2 separate regions of the Gossypium hirsutum genome follow, and region 1 is linked to region 2. A link is a contact called in public Hi-C data. All regions are on one chromosome and are shown on one strand. The core of a region is the stretch at or near the end of the contact, and the rest is flanking DNA. Distances in the headings are between cores, read along the strand shown.

What was found. Hi-C and Micro-C count contacts between places; a contact is called where the count stands out from the background.
Region 1: a Hi-C map of leaf shows a contact between it and region 2, with 2.5 times the contacts expected there. The contact joins the promoter of LOC121223170 here to the enhancer-like site in region 2. A contact is called at or near these places in 5 of 34 Hi-C or Micro-C datasets (callus, hypocotyl, leaf and 1 more).

Annotation. Positions count from the first base shown.
Region 1 is chrD11:29,667,424-29,673,883 of Gossypium_hirsutum_v2.1, reverse strand. LOC121223170 reads left to right here and starts at 1,417. Exons shown (of 2, transcript XM_041104266.1): 1 at 1,417-1,455; 2 at 1,711-2,208. The coding sequence starts at 1,417. The coding sequence ends at 2,208. It overlaps LOC121223171, which reads left to right. Exons shown (of 3, transcript XM_041104267.1): 2 at 92-249; 3 at 367-722. The coding sequence ends at 722.
Region 2 is chrD11:29,573,109-29,580,070 of Gossypium_hirsutum_v2.1, reverse strand. No RefSeq gene overlaps it. Among protein-coding and RNA genes, the nearest start is that of LOC107913352, 19 kb to the right of the region's middle. Within about 2 kb of position 5,585, at least 8 of the 9 cell types and tissues checked have an H3K27ac peak or open chromatin away from gene starts, as enhancers often do. A contact at or near this core is called in hypocotyl and leaf, where this site is marked.

The DNA of each region.
Region 1 (6,460 bases), core at 168-2,667, 98 kb before region 2:
ACATTAATGGAGGAAGAGGAAAAAATTTTGAATCTACTAAAGGGTTGAGACAAGGAGATCCTCTGAGTCCTTTTCTTTCTCTTTTCTGTAGTGAGGGCCTTTCATCGTTGATGAGATTGGCAACAAAAGAGGGTCTATTAAAAGGCGCAAAGGCTAGCAGGCAGGGTCCAGCGGTATCATACTTGCTTTTTGTAGATGATTGTATATTGTTTGGAGAAGCAACACGTAATAGAGCGATGGTTTTAAAAGGTATTTTGAAGGAATATGAAAAGTGCTCAAGATAATGTGTGAATTTTAACAAATCTACGATTTTTTATAGTTCAAACACATTGGAAGGAAGAAAATGTAAAATTTCGTCATTAATAGGGGTAAGAAGTTCAACAAATCCGGAGAAATATTTAGGACTTCCCAATGTGCTTGGCAGACGAAAGAAAGAATCTTTTCAGAATCTTAAAGAGAGGATCCATGCAATAATTGAAGACTGGATTGTCAAACTATTATCACAATGGGGTAAGGAGGCTTTTATCAAATCAGTGCTTCAAGCAATACCCACCTATGTTATGTCTTATTTTCTTTTACCAAAATCTTTCTGTGGGGACCTCGAAAATGTCTTTGCTAAATTTTGGTGGCAAAAGGGATATGGGAAAAAGGAATTCGTTGGTGCCAGTGGAAGTTTCTGTGTCGACCGAAAGAAGAGGGCGGAATGGGTTTTCAGAGTATGACCCAATTTAATACTTTATTACTAGCAAAGCAAGGATGGAGAATTTTAAATAGTCCAAATTCTTTAATTGCGCAAGTTCTTAAAGTGAAATATTTTCCAAATGAGAATTTTTTAAATTCGCGCTTGAAGAATAATAGCTCGTATACATGGAAAAGCTTATGGGCGGCAAAAGGAATTTTAGGGGAGGGACTTTGCTGGAAGGTGGGTAGGGGCACGAATATCTCAGTTCTTCATGATGCATGGATTTTGGATACAAGAAATTATAGATTATCATCGATTATTAACAATTTATGTGATTTTAAAGTTGCTGAGCTTATTGATGTTAATAACAGAAGCTGGAAAATAGAGAACATTGTCAATACCTTTTTGAATGAAGTAGCAGAGAAGATTTTGCATATTCCTCTTGCGAAAGCACCTCGTGATGATTTTCTGGCTTGGAATGGTGAACTCTCGAGAGAATACTTTGTCCGTAGTGCCTATAAACTATTACAAAGGTCGGAAGATCCTAGTGTTTATGCTTTAAAAACTGACTAAGTAGTTTCTATAAAAAACTATGGCTATTAAATCTACCCTCCAAAATTAAGATTACAGTTTGGAAAACCTCCTTGAATTACTTGCCTACACGAGCTAACATGCAATACAAAAAGCTAATTACTAATGTCATTTGCCCCCGGTGTGAATCAGTAGTGGAAACGATGGACGATCTCTTCCGGGAATGCCCTGTATCAGTGACAGTATGGACAGAATTATCATTCCAGAAGCTTCTACAGGCTAATATGGAATTTCTACAATGGCTAACCTAGGTGTTTGCTCAGAATAACATTTCCTTATGCTGATTATTTTGTTGCGCGTTATGGACAATCTGAGGAGAAAGAAATAGTAGATAACATGAGAAAGTTAGTAGATCTGGGAAAGAAATTGCAAATTTTTTCCAGAGCTACATCAGAAAGTTAGATGAGAGTGAAAAAGAAACATAAAAAATTACCCAGAAATTCAGTAAATGGAAACACCCACCTAATCAGACAGTGAAGATTAATTTTGACGCAGCATATGATGAAAGATCTAGTCAAGCGGCTTCGGGGATAGTGGTTAGAAACACTGAAGGAAAGGCCCTAATATCTTGCTTAGAGATTCATCACCAGATAGGCTCAGCTTTTGCCGCGGAGGCACTCGCTTGCCGTAGAGCAGTCCAAATCGGGATAGAGATGAAATGGTCCAAGATCATTATTGAAGGTGATTCATTATCAATCATCAAGAAATGCAAGGAAAACAGAGAGGACAAATCACATATCAGAGCATATATACATGATATCCAGCAAATAATGTCCAGATCTAGAAACTTAACGTTTGAATATATCCCAAGAGCAACAAATAGTTTAACACATATACTAGCTAGAGAATCAATGAAGAAAAGGGAGGAGATATACCTGGTGGATAGTGTTCCTGAATATGCCGAATTTCAGAGAGTAAATGACAGTGTACGATAACCGGATTGAAAATGGATAGAGAAAAAGAGAAAGAAAGGGAAGCTGTGAAATGGGCAGATCAACAGACAAAGTGTTAAATACTCCCCTTGGAATTGTGAAAACGTCTTGAAGAAGAAATGCCAGCCTAGCAAACAAGATGTGTATCAGTTTTCTGATTGGGCAGAATAGGGGTATAATTATGGTATTCTAGAATATTCTTAGTTTAGTTTTAAATTTCCTTCCGGGCCAAAGCTTAACAGCGCGTTTGGTTGGGGGGTATGCATGCGTATTCCCCCCTATGCAGCGGGCCCACTGCTAAACGGCCGTTTGATTCGCTGTAATCCCAATCCGCGTGTAATCGGTTACCCCCTATGCAGTTATTGCGCGTAATAACTATTACGCTCCCTCATCCCCGATTTCCTAATCCGTGTTTTCCCCTTCTCTGCTTTTCCATTTTTTGCCCTCGTCCTCAGCCTTCAGATTCTTCGACGCCTCCTTACACAGGTAATTTCTTTTCCCTTCCACTCAGTCCGTCATTGATTTGAGTTTGTTTCTTTGATTTTCTTTATTTTATCAAGAAGGAGGAACCGATTTGCTGTTTTATTTTAACTGTTCACTAACCCAAATCGATTTCCCTTTTCTTATTTCAAACACCTTCTTCATCGCAATCTTGCCTAATTTTGCATTCACCCGGTTAGTTTTCCAGAGGTTTTTCCAAAGTTTGTTTTGCATGTTCGATTGAAAGACATAATTTTAGGGCTAAATAGTTTGTTTCGGTTCTTGCCTGTATTGCATTATTTGTTTCAGTTCTTTGTTTCGATTCTTGCCTGTATTGCATTATTTGTTTGAGTTAATCGATTTCTCTTTTCTTATTACAGGTTGTTGTTCATCGAACTCTTCCCCAATTTCCCTGGTTACAGGTTAGTTTTCCTTCCCAAGTAAAACTCCTCTACGATTTGTGAAGAGAAACTTGAGGGGACGAATATGCTCTCCCTTGCTATTCCTACTTAACTGCTTTCGATCTGTTGTTTTTGTTCTTTGGCATGCTAATGAGCTTTATGATTGTTTAGTTGTTGTTTGGCATACTTAATCTGCTCAAATTCCAAACAATGGAGAATTTGCGTAATTTTAGTTGTTGTTGCGTCTTGGTCTGTTTGGTCTGTTTATACTTTGTTGTTAGTAATGCTCTGCTCTTTTGGCTAGATTTTGTTCTAGTTTGCTTAGCTTAGGTGGAATGGTGTTGGGTTTGATAGATATCTTACATCTGATACATGGAAGATTGTTGTCTCTTTTCCTTTGTTATGTAATCCAAATACTTTTAAGGCATGCAAGTATGTTAATTGAAGTTGTTTAAGCTATGTTTATTATTTCATAGGTAGTAGTACTGAACCATTAGGTTCATTTTGGTTGCAATCAAAGTTAATAAGCTTAACTGCAGACTTGAGGCAGTGAGCAATTACGGCTTCATTTTCTAAGTTAGCTTAATGACTGATCCAGACTTGTGAATTGCCATTTAAATCCAGACAGTTTTGGGATACTCTGCTGTTGTTTGAAGGAGTTTACAGTGGAAAATGTTGTTAGTGCTGTTTTTTCAATTCAGAAATTGTTTAGTTGTTGTTAGTGACTAGAAGATGAAACTGGAAATTATTGCGTCTGTTTTGATATTATTTTATAGGTTCTGGTTCCTGCTTGTTTTGGGGATTATTAATTGCAAGTTTGGTATGATATAGTTCTGTTATTCTTTAGATTTTGAAATGAAATGCTGTAAAAGAGTTACTTGAGGTAGAGGTAGATATTCGATTAAGGGTTAATTATGTTGTTATTATTAAAGAGTCAAATAATTATTGAATTAATTTACAAGGCTTTTTTTATATAATAAGCTCTCTATTTTTAATTATTGAATTAATTATTAAAGACTCAAACAATCAATCAAGTTCCAATTTCGATTCTTATATAATGTCCAAATTTAAGATTAAATCTTCATATTTTAATTAAAATATAATTCGGTACATCAACCGATTGAAATGCTAACGCAAATTTTTATACTTCATAATAATATTCAAATTTCTTATTTAATTCGAATTGATTATAATATTATTTTCAAATAAATTATCAAATTATAAAATGACACTCAATTGACATAATTATTCATAAAGAGTTCATTCCTTTTCAAATGCGTATAATGTTAATTACTCATGTTTTTGTTACAGCAACGGAGAAAATGTTCTCAAAATTAAAATTGATAAAATCTTACTGAAGATTAACAATATCTCAACAAAAATTGAATGAATTAGCTATTTTATTAATTGAAAAAAGATATCTTATACGAGATTTATTTTAATAATTTTGCATCTCTAAAGTCTAAAAAATAAATTTTAAATAAACATTTATAATGTTGATTTAATAGTTAGTTAACTAATTTGAAGGTCTATTTTTACAGTTTTTCTTTTTAAGTTTTTAGAAATGTTGAGACACATTAGCTAAATATATTAACAATTTAATTACCTTAGGTGCAATTTACCTTAAATTTAATGATTAGTAATAAATTTGATAAAAAAATTTGATTAATAATTATTAAGCCTAGTATAGTATTATTTCTTAAATTGCTTCTCAAAAGTGTTAGAGCCGTATGTAATACCAAACAAACAACTTTCTAAATCAGAATTATTTTTGAAAATTATTTTTGAACTCAAAAGAAAAAGCTACAAATTTGAACATGCTTTATAATTTATTAAATCATAATGAGTTTAGTTATAATCTAACAAATACCAACAATTAATTTTAGTTCAATTATACATATTCCTACAAATTTTAATTACGAAGACAAAAAATTTATGCAAATTGCTATAGACGAATAAATTTTATAATTTATAAATATATTGATAATGTGTAATTGCAACTTCAGGGGATTGATACTGAGTTCTAATTTTAATATGTTGCAGTAATGGCTCGTCTGCCTTTAATTGCACAAAGTGTGAGGCGTAAAAGAATTGGTGCTGCATTGACAATATGGTTGGAAATCTGTAGAATTGCGATAAGGTTCTTATTTAGAATGGGTGCCAGCCTTAGCCTACATACTTATGGACCAATGATTAGGTCCTACACCTTAGATTTTTATGCAAAACGAGATTATGTGAAAAAGCTTGTATATGCTAGTGACGAGACCTGTATTGAACAAGTTAGGATGAATAGAACTGCCTTTTTTAAACTATGTGAGATGTTAGAATCGTTAGGGGGATTGAAGTCGTCCAGAAACATGCTTGTTCATGAGCAAGTGACAATGTTTTTACATATCATCTCCCATCACCTGAAAAATCGAGTTATCAAGCATCACTTTAGAAGGTCCGGGGAAACTGTTAGCAGAGCATTTCATAGTGTTTTAAATGCTGTCATACGCTTACAAGATGTGTTATTTAAAAAGGCGGAGCCAATTACAGCTGATTCTTCTGACACAAGGTGGAAATGGTTTAAGGTATTGAATTGTGAGTTTTATATATAGTTTGTACAACATTTAGTTGATTTAGATTTAAATTAGTATTCTAACTCAAGGTTTTATATCATCTGATATAGAATTGCTTAGGTGCTCTTGATGGAACCCACATCAAAATTAGGGTTCCAACAGTTGATAAACCTAGATATCGAACGCGAAAAGGTGACATAGCAACAAATATGCTAGGTGTTTGTACACCTGATATGCAATTTGTTTACGTTCTTCCTGTTTGGGAAGGTTCAGTTGCTGATGGACGGGTTCTTCGAGATGCCATTAGTAGGACACGTGGACTAAAAGTTCCTCATGGTAAAGTAGATAGTTAGAGGACTTTGAATTATTCATTAAGAACAATTTTTTTGTGCTGAATTAATCATTTTTAAAAAAAATTATTTTTTAGGTTGTTATTATCTAGTTGATGCTAGATACACAAATTGTGAGGGATTTCTTGCACCTTTTAGAGGACAATGATATCATTTGAACGAGTGGCGTCAGGGTTATCAGCCAAGTTCTCCGCAATAGTTTTTTAATATGAAACATGCCTCAGCACGTAATGTTATTGAAAGATGCTTTGGGTTATTAAAAGTTAGATGGGGAATACTTAGTAGTCCATCATTCTATCCTTTAAGGGTGCACAATAGAATTATTATTGCATGTTGTTTGCTCCATAATTTTATTCGAACCCATATGAGTATTGATCCTATTGAAGCGGATGTGGGAGAAGGATTACCTAGTAATGTCCTGAATGACGATGAACCGACTATCGCAAATATTCATTCATCGGAT
Region 2 (6,962 bases), core at 4,336-6,835:
GAACGAGCTAGAAAAAATGCTAGAAAAGGCTTTACCAAGAGCAATGTTGAAGGCGAAGCCAAATATTGAATCTCGGATTAGGTGCCTAAAAAGGGAATGGTCAGTCGTCTACGACATGCTTAATGACCAAAACAACAGCGGTTTTGGTTGGGACGAGCATAGGCAGCTCGTTGTTGCTGAAGATGCAGTTTGGGAATCCTATGTAAAGGTAAAATGTATTTCAAGTATTTATTTGTTTTTTTTACAAAACTTATAACTAATATGATTTCCTCATTTTTTTAGAGTCACAAAGAAGCCTCTCAATTCAGACATCATTCTTTCCCTTACTACAACCAGCTTACTGCCATATACGCAAGAGATCGGGCGACTGGGAAAGACGCTCAAACAGCTGCTGATGTTCTTGAAGAAATACATGCTGAGGATGAACGTACTACAGATATGAATGAAGAGAGAAACACATTCTATGACTACGAAGCTGACGTCTCTTTAGACGACATGGATGTTTCTGGTACAGATCCGCGAGGAGATAGAGACCAAGGGGGTTCCTCATATTCAAACAAGAGAAAGAAGAAATTTGATGCTCGTGATAATGTGTATTCTTCATTTGATGAGGCTGCCACTTTGTTGGGGGAAAAAATCCAGGCCGTTGGTGATCAAATCAGTAGGAGTATTGCCTACGAGGTGGTAGTTCAACAGAAGTCAAAAGAACATCAAAAGATGGAAGAGAAAGCTTCAAATTTATATTCAGCCTTATGGTCAATTGAAGGTTTAACCGACGATCAGCGGTATGATGCTTTGAGTAAAATTCCCGATCATCCAACTCAAATGATCGTTTTCTTTAATTTACCTTCTGTTGCCCGATTGGAATGGGTCAGAAGATTTCTTTCTCACCATTAAATATCAATGTTCAAACTTTTTGATGTTGTAAAACTATATAACATATGGATTATGATGTACAATTTCATTTTCATCTAACATTTTCTTAATATAAGTTAATTATGTTTATGTAGAATATAATTCTCAAGTTATATATTGATTTTAGTAAATTCATATAAGAACATTTTATTATTAAGAATTTTATGAAATTATATATCACTATTAAATTATATTTAATATTAATTATTTTAAATTGTATAAATTCATATAAGAAAATTTATTATCAAGAATTTTATGAAATTTAATATTAATTATTAAATTATATGTAATAATTATTATTTTAAATTATACAAATTCATAAAATATAATTTATTAGTTATAATTATTTTAAATTTTATTAAATCATATATTTTAATTAAAATATATTTAATATTAATTATTTCAAATTTTCATTTATAGTATCATATATTATGATTTGAGTAAATTCATATAAGAATATTAATTATGAAGAATTTTATTAAATTATATATTTTAATTATAATATATTTAATAATAATTATGTTAATTTATATTTTACAGTATCATATATTATGATTTGAGTAAATTCATATAAGAATATTAATTATTAAGAATTTTATTAAATTATATATTTTAATTATAATATATTTAATAATAATTATGTTTAAATATGATTAAATTATTTATTATTGATATTAATAATCTTATTAAAATTTAAATAACAATAACAATAATAATTTACCAAAACAAATTTCTGCTAATTATTAAGAATTTTATTAAATTATATATTTTAATTAAAATATATTTAATAATAATTATTTTTAAATATGATTAAAATATTTATTATTGATAATAATAATCTTATTAAAATTTAAATAATAATAACAATAATCATTTACCAAAACAAATTTATGCTAAGGGTATTCTAGTCATTTTAGTTTTTTCCATTATGCTATTATACCTCTATTCCATTCAACCAAACATAAGATTACTATTACGCCTCTATTCCATTACATTCAACCAAACTGTTGATTTGCTATTACACCTCTAATCCAATACAGCGAACCAAACGCACCCTAGAGGTTGGCGGTGAGTGAAAATTATCGACGGTGGTGATCGGGTTTTGGGTTGAAGTATGCCATTTATAGTAGGAGACCATAGTGGCTGAGTAGGGGTAAAAGTGAAAAAAAAATAGTTTTAGGCCCTGACCCGTCGGGTCACGTTGAAGCAAGCCTAGCCTATTAGTGTCGGCCATTCAAAAGTCGCCTGCCACCTGGGCTTTGACTGGTAACGGCCAATTGGTGGCCTGTTTTGACAAGCTTGACGCAGGCCTGACACAGCCCTGTCATGATATGTCTTATCATTTTTTTTTCATTTCATTTCATTTTCATTTCACATTTCATTTCATTTAATTTTTTTCCATTTAAATTTATTTTTTATTATTTCAATTTATTTTTCTTATTAATTTTTTGTCTCATTTCAATTTTTTTTCATTTCAACTTTCATTTCGTTTTAGATTCATTTCAAATTACATTTTATTTCATATTCATTTCACATTTCATTTCATTTCAATTTATTCTTTTTTCATATTCAGTTTTTTTTCATTTCAATTTATATTTTAATTTCATTTTATTTCAAAATTTTAAATTTCATTTAAATTCAAATTTTTTCTCATTTAATTTTTTTCAAATCAAAGTTTTAGGCCCTGACCAGTCGGGTCACGTCTGAGCAGGCCTAGCCTGATAGTGCTGGCCATTCAAAGGCCACTTGCCACTTGGGCTCTGACTCGTGCCGACCAATTGATGCCCTATTTTGACAAGCCTATCATGATATGTCTTGTCAAATTTTTTTTTTCATTTCAATTTATATTTTCATTTCAAATTTCATTTCATTTAATTTATGTGTATTTGTCGTACAACCAGGTTTCGTCCACCTGCACTATCGGCTTACAGTGAGGAAAGGCCCTAACACATGGCTCGAACATCCAAAAATATTGGTGAAAAACTTGTTTCCCTAGTTGTATCTCCTCGTCCAGACCTTTATACGACAGTGTTTGCAAATCAGTCACTGTCCCCAGCACATACTCCTGCACCACCATTTACTTCGCCAACCATGCCTTTTGGTACGACATGTTGTACTTGAATTGAGCTTGCATGTCCGTAATAAGGACCGACACCTAAATGGTAGGCGACTCTTTCTCTAAAGGGATGATGTAGTTGCATATGGTTTTTGCATCTAACTTTCGATAGTCTTGTGACATACGAGCAGACGTGCACGTGTTTAGTCATTCTATTTTCCTTATCATCCATATCTGAGTTTGTTGCATTAACGCGGCTGAGACACGCTAGTTACACCCACTTGAGGCTTTTCAACATTCTCCGACGTATAAAGCCTACGTCAATTTCATCACTTTATAGTCCACACCTAACTTCAAGCTAAGTTGTTTTATTGCATGTAAATAGTTTTTCTTGTTATTGAATTGTTGTCATACAAACAACTCTTCACCATCGAATTCTTCATCAAGTAGGTAAGCCGGGACAATGTTTGAATATTTTGAGAACTCGCGTGCAAGAGCTGCATCAGGAACTACATCAGTCATGAAGGACTTTGGATTATTCTTATAATTATACCTGGGCCTGTGTTCCCGGCCAAATGGGAGTTTACATTTTCACCCTCTACCGGGCCCTCCTCGTTTATGTCTTTAGGGATGTCATCCAAATCGGGGTCATTGAAATCATCGTTAGGATCACGGTGGGACTGATCATCATTATTGGACCCTTCATCACCATCTTCTATGGTGGCCAACACCTCTGGATGGATCCCTAGACTAGTACACAAGTTTGGGATGTTATACGAACATCCACCAATGTTTGGATTTTCGGGAGTTGGCATTGACCTTCACAACCCAACTGATCTTCCCAGTAGACGTTAAGATCAAAATCAATTCCAGAACACTGGCTTGCTGGAGTTACAACTTGAATGGGATCCGGTTTAGCTATCTCCTCGAACAACTCAACTGGGCTGGGATTATCCATCTCAGGGGGCAATAAATTGCTATCATTGTCCATAAATCATCATCATTTTCAAGCTCCATTTTCAAGAACTTGAACTGATTTATTGAAACCAGAAATTTGTAAAATAGTTTCAACATTTGCTACCCGCAACGGGTAGCTATCTTTGTACTGATTTTTCGTTTTAAATCTGTCAGTGAAACATGCTTGTTGAATCTCATTTCTTAGTTTTTTTTTCGACTTTGAAAGACACAAACTTCTTCAGTTGTATTTATCATTTTTCCATCGAAATGAACATAAACAAACAAAATGGGAAATCATCTTCAAAAATTTTTGCTTCCTTCTCAACAAAGAAAAAACTGATATTTTTAATCTCGATTTTCAATTAATAAAGCAAACAAAAAAGCAAACAAAAACTCAGTTGGAAGACAAAACACCTATATATATCTGATAAAGTTGGTACCGGCCATTAGTATCCTAAATCCAATTTTTTTAATCTGATAAAGTTGGTACCAGTCATCAATGTCCCAAAAAAAATTCAGGACCCGAAAAAAGTGATGCCAACTATCAGTGTGCCAAAGGAAAAAAAAATTGTCTTCGGACACAAAAAAGGTGCTGGTGCTAGCCATCTATTTACCAACACCCAAAATTTTTTTAAAGTACTCTGGTGTGGGCCATTAGATGGCCATAACCCAAAACTTTTTTTTTCAAATATTGGTATTTCAGTATACCAATATAATACGGTTTAAAAAAAAATACCCTGATGTCGGCAATTCATGTCCCAAAATCAAAATAATCATTTTTTTTAAACCTGACATAATCATTAAGCAATCATGGGACTAAAATACTAGGGGTGCCAGACATTGGGTTCCCAAAACTCAAATTTACTGTTCATTTCAAGTCATTTGGATGAATATTTTTGAACCATGGTCATTTTTATAAATATTAATTTTTTAGGTTAGATGGGTAAAATAGCCACACATTGCTAACTGGTAATGGTGCACCATGCCTAAATGTAACCAGTATATGATATTTTATATGGTTTTTTTAATTTATCAATAAAATTATATAAAAATATAAGCGTGTGAGTTATCAGTCATTTTTTTATTATTCGCAAATATTATCGGAGAAAAAACAAATTTTTATCCCCATTAAAAGAAGATGATTGTGGACGCCTAATTCTTCCCAAGGGTTGTGATTCAGATAGGATGGTTTTGCACTCCTAGGCATAATTATCTCAATTTTCAATTTAAATTGTGGTATATTTAATTTTAAAATCAGAGCTTTAATTGAAGGGAAATTTATCTTTTTCTTGAAAATTTGAAGTTTTGAGATAAATTGAATTAGAATCGCAATAAAATTGAAATTAATTTTAAACTTTAGCTTAATTTTTTAAATTTTGAAATGGTAGGATAGATATTTGAATATCGAGGGTTAAAAAGGAAAATTAAAAATAATAATAATTAAAAGAGTAAAATTGGAATAAAATTTATTTTGTAGAAGACCATATTTCTTTGGGTTTAGAACTATAATTTCTGAAAACTCAATTTGTTTCCTTCCAAGGTCAAATTAGTTTTTAAGGTCACTTTGAAACCCATTTTCATTTTTTATTCTGGACCCTTCTAAACTGCAGCCCATTTATTTTAAAGAAAAAGATAGCTCAAGCTTGTAAATCCAAATACAGGCCCAAACTTGAGACCTGGCCTTTTTCTTTTTTCGTATTGGTGGTATCTTCCATGGACACCTTGAGTGCCTTGACTTGAATGTTACTGAGTTAATCTCTATTCGCACAGCTTTGAAACTCTTCTTGAATCTGTCTGGATCAATTCAGTCTCTTTATTGATTGATTCAGACTCTGTGACTGCTCTTTCATGGGTCCAGGATAGAGGTAATCGACCTTGGAGGCTTTGGAAGTTCTTTAATGACATTGATGGTCTTATTGATCGCTGCCTGCAGGTGTCGTTTGTTCACACCATCAGGAGGCCTATTCTATTGTTGATTTTTTTGCCAAGAAGGGTGTTACCTCAGACCAATTCTTTGTTGCTTGGTTGTAATCTGTCAAGGCGTTTTCTCTTGCTTGGCTTCTTTCTGTTTTTTCTTTGCATTTTGTAATGAGCAAAAAAAATTGACTTTTTTATTTTAACGGCATGGATATTATTATAAAAAATTCTTTCCAGATAAATTATATATGAAAATATCTAAATTTAAAAAGTAGAAAAACCTGAGTTAAAGCCTTAAAAAAATCTAATAACCCCACCCGTAAACCAATGTTTGTTGAATAGGATCAAGTTTTTGATATCTTTTTTACCCTTTTAAGCCTAAGATCTATAATTTCTTCTTTCGCGTGCAAAACATTAATTATATTTTGATATGGAAATTGATGAACTTGTAGGATAGTATCCATGATGAAGAAGTTGAATCCCACTTGCAAGGTCGTAAATCCGTGCCATTAATGATTATAAAAAAGAAATAATAATGTAGTATTTTGTATTGTCTGACCTCAATTCTCACCTATATTTATTGAGTTAATCATGTCAAATACTAGAAAACAAATCTGAAAAAGCTAAAAAGATTACAGGGACCCATCAAATATAATTATCGGATAATGTAAATGGGACCATGCAGGGCGGCAGGCGTGAATCCCTGATTCGATCTCATATTTGAAGCCGTCTATAATAAAGACTAGATTATGGTTAAAGGTGTTTTATACATATCTAGGGTTTGACAAACTGCTTTATCTAGTTTCCATTAAAATATTTATTTCTTTGTCTGTTTATTCTTCCCTGTTGGTGTTGGAATGCAAGGCGAGTATTCCATGTATGATGGCAAAGCCACAGTTCCCCACCTGTATTTTCACCTTCTTCAACTAGCCCCATGCTCATCTTATTTCATTTTGATTTTGTAGTTTGCTCAGTTCAATTTTGGGTTATGTTTCTCTGGTTTTACCTCTTTTATAGATTTAAAAACCTTGTAGTATATAAATATTGACAAATAGCTTTCGATCTTGTAATCTTTTGCTCAATCATCGGTCTACATAATTGATATTCATGGAACAAA